2 separate regions of the Cyprinus carpio genome follow, and region 2 is linked to region 1. Evidence: chromatin contacts called from public Hi-C data. All regions are on one chromosome and are shown on one strand. The core of a region is the stretch at or near the end of the contact, and the rest is flanking DNA. Distances in the headings are between cores, read along the strand shown.

Evidence for each region. A called contact is a pair of places that touch in the nucleus more often than the background predicts.
Region 2: a Hi-C map of liver shows a contact between it and region 1, with 8 times the contacts expected there. The contact joins the enhancer-like site here to the promoter of LOC109053408 in region 1. A contact is called at or near these places in 6 of 8 Hi-C or Micro-C datasets (liver, red blood cells and skeletal muscle).

The regions. Positions count from the first base shown.
Region 1 is chrB19:6,871,488-6,878,965 of ASM1834038v1, reverse strand. LOC109053408 (partitioning defective 6 homolog gamma-like) reads left to right here and starts at 4,739. Exons shown (of 3, transcript XM_042744769.1): 1 at 4,739-5,089. The coding sequence starts at 5,015. All of the region lies in intron 14 of LOC109085447 (atrial natriuretic peptide receptor 1-like), which reads right to left.
Region 2 is chrB19:7,075,795-7,083,272 of ASM1834038v1, reverse strand. The region is part of intron 14 of LOC109085447 (atrial natriuretic peptide receptor 1-like); the gene reads right to left. It overlaps LOC109111454 (protein Jumonji), which reads right to left. Exons shown (of 18, transcript XM_042744765.1): 6 at 4,631-4,830; 7 at 1-768. Among protein-coding and RNA genes, the nearest start is that of LOC109112149, 60 kb to the left of the region's middle. Within about 2 kb of position 2,517, at least 1 of the 8 cell types and tissues checked has an H3K27ac peak or open chromatin away from gene starts, as enhancers often do.

The DNA of each region.
Region 1 (7,478 bases), core at 3,490-5,989:
GTGTGTGTGTGTGTGTGTGTGTGTGAGGGGGAATGTTTACTTTTGAAAAACGGAGAAGAACTGCGTCTGCTCTCCAGGAACCTTCTGACAGGAGTTCCTCACAGAGGAGCTCTCATTCTTCTCCTCTGGATATGCAGCTGGCCAGCAGTTCCTTGAAAGCGGAGCACGTCTTGAGCGTGCATCAAACACAAACAATAAAACACAACTCACTGTGACACTTCAGCAAATTCAAACTGAAGTCTACTGACGTGACCAGGTATCGAAATATGATTTATTACATGCAAATTGTGGTCTGCATGCTGGAATCTGGGCTGTTTTTGCCCTAGATACCACCGGCGCGTGAGGACTAACTGAATATTGTAGAGCAATCGAATTGTTTCGGAGGAAAGTGAATATTAAACATCGCTCATGGCGCATGTCCCGTTCCTGTCAAGGATTGTTTTGGTCTGTATTAGCGTCAGAGGATAATGTTATTGCTCTGTGATGCTCCTTCATAGATCAGGAGTTTGACATTTAAGCTTAGTTTTAAATGTTTGAGATTTTCTAGTAGAAATAGAAAAGAGACAGTTGATGACACAGTGAGAGCGGGCCTACGAGGCTATAACGATTAATATAACGTTAACGATAACGATAATTTTCTATTAGGCTACAAGTTCTATTGACTGAAATATGACTTTTTCTTGCAAACTTCACAAATCATATAATTTGTGATGTTGGGAACCTTCTTAAACTCCAGGAGATCCATAGAAATTATAGTTTTTTGTTTGTTTTGATTTGTTTTCTCATAATAAAAAGGGGACTTTACAACTCACCATTTGCTTTCCATTTCTTTCACTGCTGTCTGTGAGAAACAATATACAGGATACTATTGGCCAAAAGATTGGAAAAATTTGTTTTTTTATGTTTTTGAAAAGGCTCTTATGCTCACCAAGGCTGTTTGTTTAATCAAGTAAAAACAGTAATATTGTGAAATATTTTTACAATTTAATATCATTTGATTTGGTGCTCAGGAAACATTTCTTATAATTAATGATGAAAACATTTTTGTGGAAACTATGTTACACTACCATTCAAAAGTTTGGGGTAAATAGGATTTCAAAAAATGTATATGTTACAAAGATAATCTGTTAATATGTCACTATTTCAAATAAACACCGTTCTTTTAAAATGTATTTATTAAAGAATTCTGAATCTCACACACACACAACAAATCCACAAAAACTATTATTATTATTTATATTACTTTAATATTAATATCTAAATATATTAAATATCTAAATATATTAATATTTATATATAATATATTAATGTATAATTCATATATAATTTAATATTAATATTTTTTGCAAATTATTAACAATTGAGAAGCAAATTTAGCATATTTCACTGATTTCTGAAGGATCATGTGACACTGAAGACTGGAGTAATGATGATGAAAATACAGCTTTATATCACAGGAATAAATTACATTTTAAAATATATTTAAATAGAAAACAGTTTTATTTAAATTGTAATAATATTTCACAGTATTACTGTTTTGATCAAATCAATGCAGCCTTGGTGAGCATAAAAACATTAAAAAGTCTTAATGATTTCAAACCTATATACAGACATACATACAAACATATACATACTGGCGACTAAAGCAAACTGGCCATACGATAAGATGCCACAACACTAAAGTACTTTCAGATCAGTTTTGTAAAAGAACAGACAATATCCAGAACTCGTTTCCCACCACAGAGGGAGTTTCGTGCTGTTTTACCAGGGTAATAACTGTGTAATACTCTGAATACTCTATTCATTCTTAGGTAGAAGTCTTCTAATAATATTTCAGAAAGCCACATCTCAGGGTGTTCTTTGTCTGAGATGTGCTTTATCTTATGGGATATGTCTCCCTCTAGTGGCGCCAAAAAGAACGTGAACAAATCCTAAATATAGAGTAAGAACAGGAATATTTAATCTTTTGTTAAATCGGTGGTTAAATCATGGTTCATCTATAGGTGAAAAAAAAAATAACTACCTCAAAATGACACTAATTCCTCTGTATATGTGAACCAGAAGCTGTAAACTCAACCCTCAAACATTATCTACTGACAGTCCAGTAATGTAACAACACATTATCATGGATTTGCAGGCACTAAAATCTATAATGGAGAGCAAGCCTTCGAAACAAACTCCTGAGCACTGATATCCCTAATGACAGGCTTCCTGTCGCTGTTTACAGAGTCCGGCAAATGCCTATTAGTGGCTGCATACAGGCATGACCGCAGGGCCCGAAGCCCTTTAACCTTGTTTAAACACTCACTGAGAACGATCACAACACAGATGGCCTGCAGATCCCAGATCAGCCCTGCTCTCATAAGCATTACTCACTGACAAGTGTGACTGATCCTGGGACAGCCATGGCAATCACAGCCTTTCCCTCTGATCTCTGGCTTGCGTCTTGGGTTACACATGAAAGTGCATGCGGGCCTCTAGTTTGGCCTGGGTTTTAACACAGCCCTCTGGGGCCCTGCAGCAGCAAAGCAGAGGTCACAAAATACACTGCATGAGCATGCAGGTACAGATGCCTTGTTTGCATCGGTCCTGATAAATATAGTTTATATACGTTTTTGCATTACATCTGTGGGAGTAACAAACCTCAGTCTGAAGGGAGCGACAGGGAAACTTTAAATGTAGGTGCCATTAAAGAAATCGTTAGTGCAAAAATACTAATTCTGTCAGTGTTTCCTCACCCTCATATCACGGCATATGACTTTGAATATGGTATTCATAGACTATAGTAGCCTAATATTATAGTGCATTTTGCGTAGCATTTGTTAAGGCTTGTTCACACCAGACTGATATCTACAGTAACAATAAAGTCAGCAAGAAATGGACATTTGCCTTATCTTATTAATAGATCGTATTGTAAACAATTTATCTGTTTCTCTAGTCAAATATTCATTTTCTTTAGAATTCTTTAGAAAATAAATTTATGAATGTGTATTTTTTGGAGAATTATGTGTCACTGATTAAAAAAAAAAAAAAAAAAAAAAAATATATATATATATATATATATATATATATATATATATTTTTTTTTTTTTTTTTTTTTTTTTATCATTTTTTATACTTTTTTACATTTATAATTGTTCATCTGTCACTGTCTGTACATTGTTTTTGAACACAAACAAACAAATAAATACATGCATACAAACATATCCACTTCCCTGGTTCTCAAAAGCGGAGGTCATCATCGCTGGGAAATTCTCTATTTTCTAACTACAACAAATATAATTTGCTGCCGCAATAGCAAAAAATTAATAAATAATAATAATAAAAAAAAAATTTGGTTTCACCTTATGAGCTAAAAATTCACAACACATATACTAAATAAATAATTTTATATATATATTTGTGTGTGTGTGTGTGTGTGTGTGTGTGTTTCTTTAAATGACATCATAAAATAGTAGTTCAGTAGTTTACAAATCACATGAAAAATAAGACAAAAGACACTGACATAATAATCTAAAAGGTCCATAACAGTAGATGACCGATCTTAGAAAAAGAAAAGGTACAAAAGCTGTCACTGGGGTCCATACATTCTCAAAAATTACACCTTTTTATAACCTACCTAAGGGTGCATATTAGTACCTGAAAGGTACAGTACACAGGCTATTACTAAAGTGAATATATTAGTATGCAATATGTGGCACATATAAGTACATATAAGAGAAAATGACCCGCAGAAACACAGTAGGAATGGAGTATAAATAGCAAACCGCTACTGTGTAACTAGAGCGTCTGTCTGTCCCGCTTTCATTCAGTCAGCGGCTCAGTTTTATTGTGCAACAGTGACATCTAGAGGCCAACGAGAGAACCGCCAGCGAACATCTGATCGCGCATAGTACAGCATTCAGTGACCTCCTGATTCTGTCAGATATAGGCTGTTTCCTCTGATTAAACTGCAAATCAGTAAATCTACTCACGACTTTATATTGGTAGTGATAAAGGCTTTAAAAGTTTATCTACGGAGTACAGTCTTCAGTGCTACTTTTATAGCGAACTCTCAGTCCCAGGATGTTTTAGGTAGTTGTGAGATCACGGACAAACATAAACATGTCTTTTTTATTGGCCTGCGGTATGTCCCCCTGAGAAGTCACTAAAATAACAGTCCTGGGAAGAGCAGCTGTCGTGTGTACACTCCCTGGTAAACACTGGTATGAATTTAATATTAACATCAGCTTCTTAAAAGACGAGTAATATTGTATGTAATATATTGTAATCCACGTTGATACGCGATAGCAAGTTGGGCGATGTTTACAAATCCTACTATGGCTAAGGACTATCGCATGAATATTTATAAAGTCGTGCTAATGTTGCTTGGTAACCTTTTAGTAGCGTCCCGTGACGTGTTTAATTAAAATTCATAAGCCACGCCCTCGGAGAGGAATTTGAAAGGACTCCCCACTTTCTGAAGGGAAAACAACTCCTCCTCCTGACTACCTATTACATTTCTACGGATGGGTGGGGATGACGAGCAATTTTCGTTTTAGTTTTAAAATGTTAATTTTCTATTTTTTAAAAAAAAAAACATGCCATGAGGTTTTTGTGTTTAAATGAACGTTCCTTACACTCCGCCCCGCCTACTTCTTAACGTTCGGTTTTCAGCCAATCAGTTAGCTCTACAGTAATGGCGTCACGTTACGTATTTAATATTCATAAGCCAAGCCTTCGCCATAGTAGGACCAATGGACGCGTCGGAGGGGGAGCGGTGATGTCATCTGTGAACCCTCAGCCCACTCCCCCGAGTGAGAGGCGCTGATTTGACTTTCTCATAATTTTTCTGCAGAAGTTTTGCGAAGTGAGCGAGACACAGCGCGACCGCGAGTTAAGAAACCCCGTCACACAGCCTCCGAGGACTAACTTTTCCGCGTTTTGAGAGCGAAGATCGGACGCTCATTAACGGGACAGGCTTATAAATCGAGCCCATCATCCTGGACGGGCTGAAAAGTTTCACGCGAGCGAAATGAACCGGAGCTTTAATAATAAATCGCAGTCTTTGCGCAGCTTGAACATGAACGCGGTGGAAGTGAAAAGCAAGGTGAGTTGTGCGAGATGCATGCTTGAGAATATTTCACGAGAATAGTTTCGCTGCATAGTTACACGATGCTGTATATTTTTAGATGAGAAAAGTAGGAAATGGCTAACTTTGGTTAGCCCATGTCAAATCATATTATGCCATATAAGAACTAATATGATCTTTGCACAGTTTACTCAATTTCGAGCATTTTAAAATGTATTTTTATTTCACTTTTTAACTGTTTATTTTACTTTTGAGAATTGCGTTTGGTTTCATCTTCTCCAGTAAAATGAGTTACAGGCAGCACAACTGTTTTGGCGCTTGACCTGTCACATTAATGGATGCTGTTTATAATTTTCATGGCTTTACCTCTCCAAAAGAATAAAAAGCTGTAGATTATCAAGCACAGTCCTCTCTCAGTCCTGTGTTTGTGTAGTCTGCTGCAGCATGTGGCTCTCAGATGGGAGACCTCTGCTCTCTGAAGTTCTGTATGTTTGTAATAATCTTCACATCGGGTCAGGTTAAATACTGTCCTCATTTCCAGCTGTCCGAAAATAGTATCCAAACAACACACGGACATATTTACACATTTGACAAGAGCAAACATGAGCTGATTCATTGGGATGGGCTCTATTATTGTGTCAGTTGGACAAAGTTAAACTTTTGTTTCTTGTATTACTCACCTAAAAGTACATACAAACACCAGCGGTTAACATGGATACTTTAATCTCATAGGGAAATGGGATTATCTATCTATCTATCTATCTATCTGTCTGTCTATCTATCTGTGTCATCCATCCATCCATCCATTAGGAATGCATCGATCCGATACTCAGGATCGGTATCGGCTCCGATATTGGCACTTTCTGCGGATATCGGTCAGACGAGACCGATCCAAATCCGATATTGTGTGTATACTATTCTGTGTTATTGTTGATGCCCACGAAAGGCGCAAAAAAATTCTAAAGCACCAAAATGTTTTCGTGCACTATATTTCAAGTGTCCTGAAGCTGTTCCATAGTCCAGTGTGGGGTACAGATGAATACTGAAGACATTAAATTCAAGTTCACATAATCTCTTCTTTCCGCTGCGGCTCCATTCAGAAATCAAACTGAGTGTTGTGTTCGGTTACTAAAGTCAAAACCATGAAACTCTTCGAGAGCGAAAGCAACTGAGGTTTAAAACTGTTCAAAGAAAAGGCTCAATAAACTAACACAGATCTAATACACTACGTATCAATCTCTCTTCGCTTTGTACTAACTTTTCTATGCGGACTCGGAGGGCTGCACACTGTGACTCCGTGTTGTTTCAAGCACATCATTAGGGAGCGCATCACAAGCACTCTGTGCCACTATATATTGGAGCCTTTAGTATTATAATATTTTCTGCGCAATCAAAGATTATTAATAGTCTTTCTTGTTCTGTCCTATCTATCATATGTTGTTGCCTTTATTACTGTGCTATATATTTAAAATAAAATTTCTTTTATATTTCTATATAAATGTATATACTTTTTTTTTTTCATGAATGTATTTTACAACAATACAAATAGCAACAAAAAAAAAATAAAAAATTTCACAAGATTTTATCAAATTGTTGTGCACCCGTGATTTTTCTTTTGCTGCTGAATTATCCACTAACCTTGTTTATAATAGTATTTTTATCATAGATTATGATTATATTTTTTTTCATTTGTTATTTTTCATTAAAATAAAGTTGTCTATATGTAGAAGTGACGATCAGGTCAACACAGAGAAGTGTAGAGATTCTACATTGATTTAAAAAAAAATAAAACTGTGCTGGTGTTTTATTGTTTGGTTGTTGGCGGATGATAATAATTTTCAGTATCGGATCGGATCTGTTCTGAAAAAATGATATCGTTGCATCCCTACCATCCATCCATGTTTACATTTACATTTAATCATTTAGCAGACGCTTTTATCCAAAGCGACTTACAAATGAGAACAATAGAAGCAATCAGATCAACAAGAAAACAACAACGGTATACAAGTGCCATGACAAGTCTCAGTTAGTCTAGTACAGAACACGTAGCCAGGTTTTTTTTTTTTTTAAGAATATGATAGACAAGAAAAGAAAAGGTAAGTACTAGTATTAGTTGGTTAAGTGCTGGCGAAAAAGATGAGTCTTTAGATGTTATTTGAAAATGAGTAAAGACTCAGCTTGTTTGTGTCTGACATTCTATTGTAATAGTTCTCTTGAAGAATAGCATGAGTTTCATTTATATCATGATGATAGATTTATCATCACTCAATGTGGAGACCTTTCATATACAGTAATTGTTCAGTTTGCCTGGGGAAATGCCTGACAAAGCTTCAACCAACCCTTCACAAATAGAAGTAACTCTATATCTGTCACCGCTCGTGCTAATGGTGCTGTGGACTATACGTCT
Region 2 (7,478 bases), core at 1,268-3,767, 210 kb before region 1:
GGGCCGCAGACGTGCTGGCTCAGGGGTAGCGGGGTTCTGGGGCATGGTTGGGGAGGCGGGAGCAGCAGGGGGCGACGGAGGAGGGGCAGGACCCATTTTCTGAGTAGGGGAGGCAGCCATTTCAGTGATACTGTGTGCAATAGTGATGGTGTTGGGGGGCTTGAACTGACCCAGGGCCTTCTTGCTGCGAGTTTCCAGTGGGCTAGTCTGCAGTTTAGCTTTCTTAACCTCAGTAACAGACGGCTTAGTTTTAACCTCGTCACTCTCAGTTCCAGCTCCAAGGATCGTAATGGCATCACTTCTGCGTTTAGAGTTCCGCAGTCCCTGCCGCACTTGCCGGCCATCTTCCTTCTCTTCCCTGGCACTGTGGCGTCCATTAAGCCTGCCATTAGGCCGGCCCCCGTTAGTCATCTTATGCACCCCGTTCGATAATAGCACCTGTTTGCGGGTTTTTGCATTGATACTTTGGGCTTTTCCTGAGTGAGAGAGCTGGGGCCGGCCACGGCCGTTGCTGGTTGGATGATGAGAATGATGATGGTGGTTGTTGCTGTAAGCATGGAGGCCAGCAGAAGCAGCATGCTTGCTGTGGTTGAGTTTGGCTTTCTTAACCAGTTCTCGTTTTGCTTTGGTGTAGGTGACGTGGCCCTTGGTCACGGTGGCTGTGTACTTCACAGTTTTGGACGGCAGACGGAAGTCTTTCGACTTTTTGGCACCGGACGTATGCCTGCCGACTGATGATGCCCGTGTGAGTCCATTTACTTTCGAGACCTAAAGTGAACAGAAGATATCATCATGTTACATAAATTGGATCAATGCAACTTACTAAGGAACTGTGAGAATTGAGTCCCCTCAATCTTGCCGCCAAAGAATAAGTTTCTAGTGTGTATTTGCATACAGAGTCAGTCACAGTGCATGTTTCGGCTCACACAATAACACAGACCACAACAGAGATCCAAAAACCCCAAACCAAAGAAACAGCAGGGAAGAAAGACAGAGGGGAAGTGTACCAGATAGAGGGAAAGAAGAAAAAAAAAAGAGAAAAATGTTTTTATTCAGTGCCAACAGCTGCGAAACTATCCTTAGAAGTAAAGTTTAATCATAAAACCCCATTCAAGCACCAATTCACAGTTGGCACAGTATACTAAAGTTCTTCAAATTTGGCTTTAATGCCCCAAATAAAAGGAGCTGTGCTTTCAGCTGATCTGAGGCCCCCAATATACTTCACAGCAGAGCAGATGCAGCTTGGGTTACGCCCGGCCTCTCATTGTTTAACAGCCGCCATGGGAATTAGACTATGCCAGGCTACAAACATAGTCAGCCTCGACTTCTCTCTTCACATTGTTTTCTTTGGCTCTGGTTTTCTGGCAAGGCAGACAGGATTTGATTTCCTATGTGTGTGTTCTAATAAAGCCAAGAAAAGAAGATGCAGCCGGAGGGTTTTAGTGGGCTAAAACTCCAGGTGAAATAAACACCATGTGCTTCCTGACATCAGAAGACTCTTATTGAAGTCCTGACATTTGGCCTAAAGTCCTTGATAAGCTTTTAATCAAAACAATGCAATAGCACATGAATGATGCAGTCAAGGTATGCAAAATTTTCTTTATGGTGAATAGTGTATAATAGTATAACTGGCCACCAACAATGGCAATAGCCCTATTCTGGGTTCCTAACTCATTTCAGCTAAGAAAAAGTGATGATAAAAGTTGATGGTTTGATATAAATTAAATTGTTATCTCTTCCATAATATAGAAACATGTACTGCAGGAATGATGTTTCAGTTCCTAATAAAGTTAATGCCATTTAATCACATTTTTACTCGCATTGACAAGTATTTCCACCAAACAATAGAAAACAAGGACTTGCACAATTAAAAAGCTGCTTTTGTCAAAATGTGAATTTTCACACCTGATATAAAGGGGTTGGGGGTTTAATTGCTCTGTTCTTATTTTTGTGTGAAGCCTGTTGTGATGAATTCACGCTCTGTGAACAGGCCTTTTTACATGTTGTGCCACACCCTCTCACACCCCCCCCCACTTTATTTCTCTCTCTTTAAAGTCTCTGGACGCATTTAAATAACAGCGTCCAAACTGCGGTGATCTCTGGGCCAGAGGTTCGCTGACAGACAGACGAGGAGGGTTTTTGAAGTAAGACATCGGCTGTATTGTATTCCTATCAGGTGCAGCCAAACAACAAAGAGAGGCTATTAAAAGATAAGGGGGACTGAAATGTGACCTCCTTCATCAATGGCTTCCCCTTGTCGGCGCTTAAAAAAAAAAAAGGCAGGAGGGAGAGGGGGAGAATATAAAAGAAAGCGACAGACTCCAGCCCCAGAGGCATGCATGATGGATGCTCTCTGCAGGTAGAGTAAGTAAATGTAGCATGATGTCAGCCATGTCTATGTAGCCTCCCGTCATCACACCCGCCCCCTTTTGAAATAACACGTCAGTGGTCTACGGCACGCCCCATCCCATCTGCAGGGCTCTGAGAGTGCAGAATGTGATTGTAATGACAATCCCACTCAGCATAACGTGCTGGATGCTGAGTAGAGCTTGCGCGGCGACTGCGCTGCAGAAATCCCACGTCTGGCACGATGTAATGAGTGCCGAGACCACTAGAGGGCTCACTGATCCCAGAACACTGCCCGAGGGTGCAGACGAGCCCTACCGCACGCTGCCAGCTATTATTTAGACTGCCTGAAAAGGTGGAAGCAAGAGAGAGAAACTGTGTAGGCGAGAGAACACAGGTTACTGGACTGTCCCCAGTGGGCAACCTCTTGAAACCAGGGGAAACAGAGAGCAGGCTGGAGGAAACAAGGAAGGAAGCAAGGAAAGAGAATGGAAGGAAGGATGGAATAGTTAAAGGCCGGCTGGCCAAAGACGTGCGATTAAATTGACTTAACATCCAGGAACAAAAACAAGAGAACACACACAGACAGAGGCCAGGCCAGCTCTCTGAAGTGGATCTTGGTCACACGTGAGCATGAGGGAGGACAGATGACATCATGTGTTGCTATAGGCCAGCTGCAGCATAGCAAAAGAGTTAACTGAGAACATCTGCAGAGCTGCAGCCCACACAACACACATGGTACATGTCTACCTATGTGTTAAACAAATGCTCTATAACTGTCTCTTTCGATTTCAATTTCAATTTAACTCACATTAGCGGTGCAAATAATACAAAATAAAACAAAGGAATAAAAAAATTAAATGAAAAAATATGTAAGTTTGCTTCCTTTTTATGTTTTATGTTTAAAAAAAAAATTGTTGGTTGGTTGAATGGGGGTTCAATCTACTTTCTCTTTGGAAACAAACACAGCCAAGTACCCACCCATAAAAAGAACAAGAAAACTTTAAGACAAAGCCAAAATATCAAAAAGACTCATCAATAACTGCCATGGATACAATGAAACAAATAAATAGACCTTAACTCGGGATAACAATTAACATACAGTCCAATAATAATGCTGCTGAAACTGATCCTGCACCTGCTGTGAGCAGCATGCGATCTCTCTTCTTCCCAGATCAAGTTATTCTACACAAACCCTCATAAAAAATAAATTAAATGAAAGTCCAATTAAACAATGAAGTATAAACCCTTTTTCAGCTCGCGTGCCATGGCTCATGCTCATGCCAGAGCGTTTCAACATATGAAAACCCTTCAGAAAATTAGCTTTTATAGAGAGAGAGAGAGAGAGAGAGAGAGAGAGTCAACAAAGGGTCAACAGCTGTCTAATAGATTCTCACAGTATTGTGGATTATGCTGCATCTATCTGTGTTGTTTATTGTTTTAAGTATAGCAGATGAGTGGTAATGTGTTTATATGTGTCAGCATAATAACAGGCTTTATCTGACTCAAGGGTTTAATGTTGGGTCAGTCGTTGCGGTTAAACTGTTGAACCGCCACTCACAGGTGCCACTGCTTCAAGCTGATTCATCAGAATGATTAAAACAGCAGTTCTCAAGCTAAGCCCACACTTCTCATTTTGTATAAAAAAAAAGTCTTGTACAAGAAGATTTGTACAATTTGCACAAGAACATTTTAAAAATATCTTCTTTTGTATTTCACACAAAGAAGAAAGTTATAGAGGCTTAAAATGGGGAGAATGGAGTAATTAGATTCTCATTTCTAACTATCATTTTCATCTTTGATTTTTTTATAACAAAATATTTGCCTCTGGATCATGTTTTATATATATATATATATATATATATATATATATATATATATATATATATATATATATATATATATATATGTGTGTGTGTGTGTGTGTGTGTGTGTGTGTGTGTGTGTGTGTGTGTGTGTGTGTATTTAACTTCTACAACCCCAAGGCAGAGAATCTCAAGATTAGAGTGTCAATGGCATAAAAAAAGACAGAAAAAAAAGAGAGAAACTGAGAGGTTGATGAGTTGAGGTGATCCGTCTTTCCCTGTTCTCTGAGGTTCATGTTCACTTGATTAATCAGTTTTGTGGCACGATGGAGATGGTGGTCTGATTGTCTGTAAGCTGCATCGGGATGGATGTTCCCTCCTAACTATCAGATCCAGTATAATTCTCAGTGTGCAAAATGACTCCAAAATGATCCCATCCCTGTTAATACGGACACAGAGATGGACGTGAAGGCTTGTACCTGCTTGCGGAGCTCCTCTGCGGCTCGTCTGTAGTTGTGGCCGTTGGTGTTGTGGCTCTTGGCCATGGCCGCAGTGTGCGTGTGGGAGATCTCACCAGACGCGTCACACCCCTTGTTACAATCTCTCCCCACAGACGACTCTCTGCCTCTGGATCTTGAAGCAAGCTCTTTGTCCTTGTGTACCTTAAGGCCATTCAACACTGCAAAAAAGATTTAAAAAAATAAAATAAAAAAACAGGGTTATTAAAATAAACAAACATATTCTTTGTAAAGACAAATCAAAATATTGCATCATATTTTCTTGTCAGTTACATTTTGCATTCAGTTCTTGTAATCCTATATATATTATGTTTCAAATCATATTTTTTACAATCCTATTTGCAGTGGCTTTTTAATGTGGAAACATAGCGTGCTTTGGTATGATACTGTGCAGGATCCACTGCACTAAGCAAGTTTATGACTGTTTTCAAATGCAGTGTCAAAACAATTTTGACAAGACTGCTGTTCTGCCTTACTTCATACTTACAGTACATACTTCACTGTTGCCAGCGCACTGTTTTCGTATCTAGAAGCATGCAAACTGGCATAGCCTTTGGATCAAATTGCTTCTAGCTACAAGTCTAAATGTATATAATGAGATGCATCATGAACTCTAGTTTATTGGTCCATGATAACAAAATTACATATGAGAGAGGTGCTGCTGCACTATATAGTATGTGTGCTGCCCACAGAACTCAAGTTTTCTGAAAGCCTAGAATACCTGGGTGACCTCCCTAGTAAAAAAGTAATATATTTAAAATACATGTATTTCATACTAAGTACATTTTAAATCTAGCAACATATTTACTGACATATCACTTGAGACTTACTGATATAAAAATTTTAATTAAACTTTATTTGGAGTACTTATTTGTGCACAATGCACATTTCCTAATATAAAACCTAAAATGTGTTTCAGTGTCCCTATTTATGAGGATTATATGATCTCTGAAATATATCAGGTGTCAAATGCAAGTTATCTAGAGTGTATCTGAAGTATACTTGCAATAGTTCCACTTGAGCAGAATCAAATACTTCAAGTTAGACCTCGGCACTACTTCCTCATAATTAAATTGCAAGTACAAAATTAGTTGTTCCAATTTTGCAGAATTTTAGTATACCAGTTTAGTATGCCAAAAAGTATTGCAGGGTATTTTTATTAAGTACATAAATATGTAAATGTATTTGTGGTATACTTAGCATGAAAAATTTATTTTAAATACATTATAGTATATTTATTTTTTTACTAGGGCTACTACATTTGTAGGACACACTGTTTGTACTGCAGTATCCCATGATGCAATGCACATTCTATTTCTAGTTTGAGGGATGAAACAGATGGATGGCTAAAATATGGGAATGATAAAGCAAAACAACCATTCAGCACAATGCCATGTGATGACAAAGTAGCATATGCAATGCTTCCCTCTTGTTTCACATAACATTAAATTGTATAAAACACCAAAGCTCTGACAGACTATATATTTTATAAGTATAAAAACAACAAAACAAATTGCCAAAAAAACAAACCAAACCAAACATTCACTTTCATCTGTGAGTTTGTTTTTAGTTCATTAGTCCATTAGTTCTTTCTCTACAGATAATGCCGTAAAAAACATGTTCTGCATTTTTGGACAGGGTAGTCTGTCTGTTATCAGGCCCTCTGGACGGCTCTAATTAACACATATTTAAACTGCTCTCTGTATTTATGACTGCTCACTTTAATTTTACAGTGTTTAAATATCAACAGGCAGCAGAGCGTGTCAGCGATGGGGAAACTGACGGGCTTTCGTGCTGTAAGGCTTGCGCTTGGAACTGCTACCGACAGCTGAACTCAATAAAAGGTGTTTAATTTAGAAATGTAAACACGCCTCTGGGTTACTGAGGTTCAGCGAATGAAAGCAGAGCACTGTGGTTTCTCTCGCTCTGAGAGACACTCCGAGAGAGAAAGACTGGAGCGTTGCCTGTGCTCCATATTAAAGTGTCACATCTGACATGGGCCAGCTCAGACAACGGGCTGCATCCAGGCACGGGATAGGCAGAGGATAGACAGCACGAGAGAGAGAGAGAGAGAGAGAGAGAGAGAGAGAGAGAAGTGTGCCGGGGCTTTCCTGAGCCTGGGACTGTGTGCATTTCACATATCCAACCAGCTGAGGTAGTTGGTAGTCTACATACATAAAACCTCAAGCCTGTAAGGAACAAGAAGCAAATTCCTGAACCTGGGCCAATCTGGAGCAATCAAGATCAATTTAAGGTGACTTATTGCCGGCTGAGAAATAAAACTGAGCTTGTTTATTCAAAGCTGAGTGAACAAGAATAGGCAAGTAGACAGTCCAGGTGCACCAATGACATACTACTGTCCATGTAAGATGATTTAATGCATACTGATCTTGATTTCTCATACTACAGTATATGTTGGAACGTAGTATGCAAACCGGGAGTCAGACTATATGTCTGGATGCTTCAAAGAAAAATTAACAAAGAATTATATATAGTTCCCAGTTTGACATTCTGATCGCTGTTAAAGACACTTTAACACTCAATTTTAACAGGCGCTTGGCTTTCAATTATCTGCTGACAGACTATTTTTCTTTGATAACATCAAGTTTCATTAACACTCATGCTCCTGCAATACCTTGCCGCCCCTCTTTAAACTCATGCAGCATCTATTGAGAGTATCAACCAAGAGCTCAAACTGTAGTATAAGGCTGTTTCCTTCATTTGTTGTGGGGGTGTGTGAGTGTGTGTAGCGTACAGCGAAAAGTTTGGGGTTGGTAGGATTTTATTAGATGTTTCTGAAAGAAGTCTT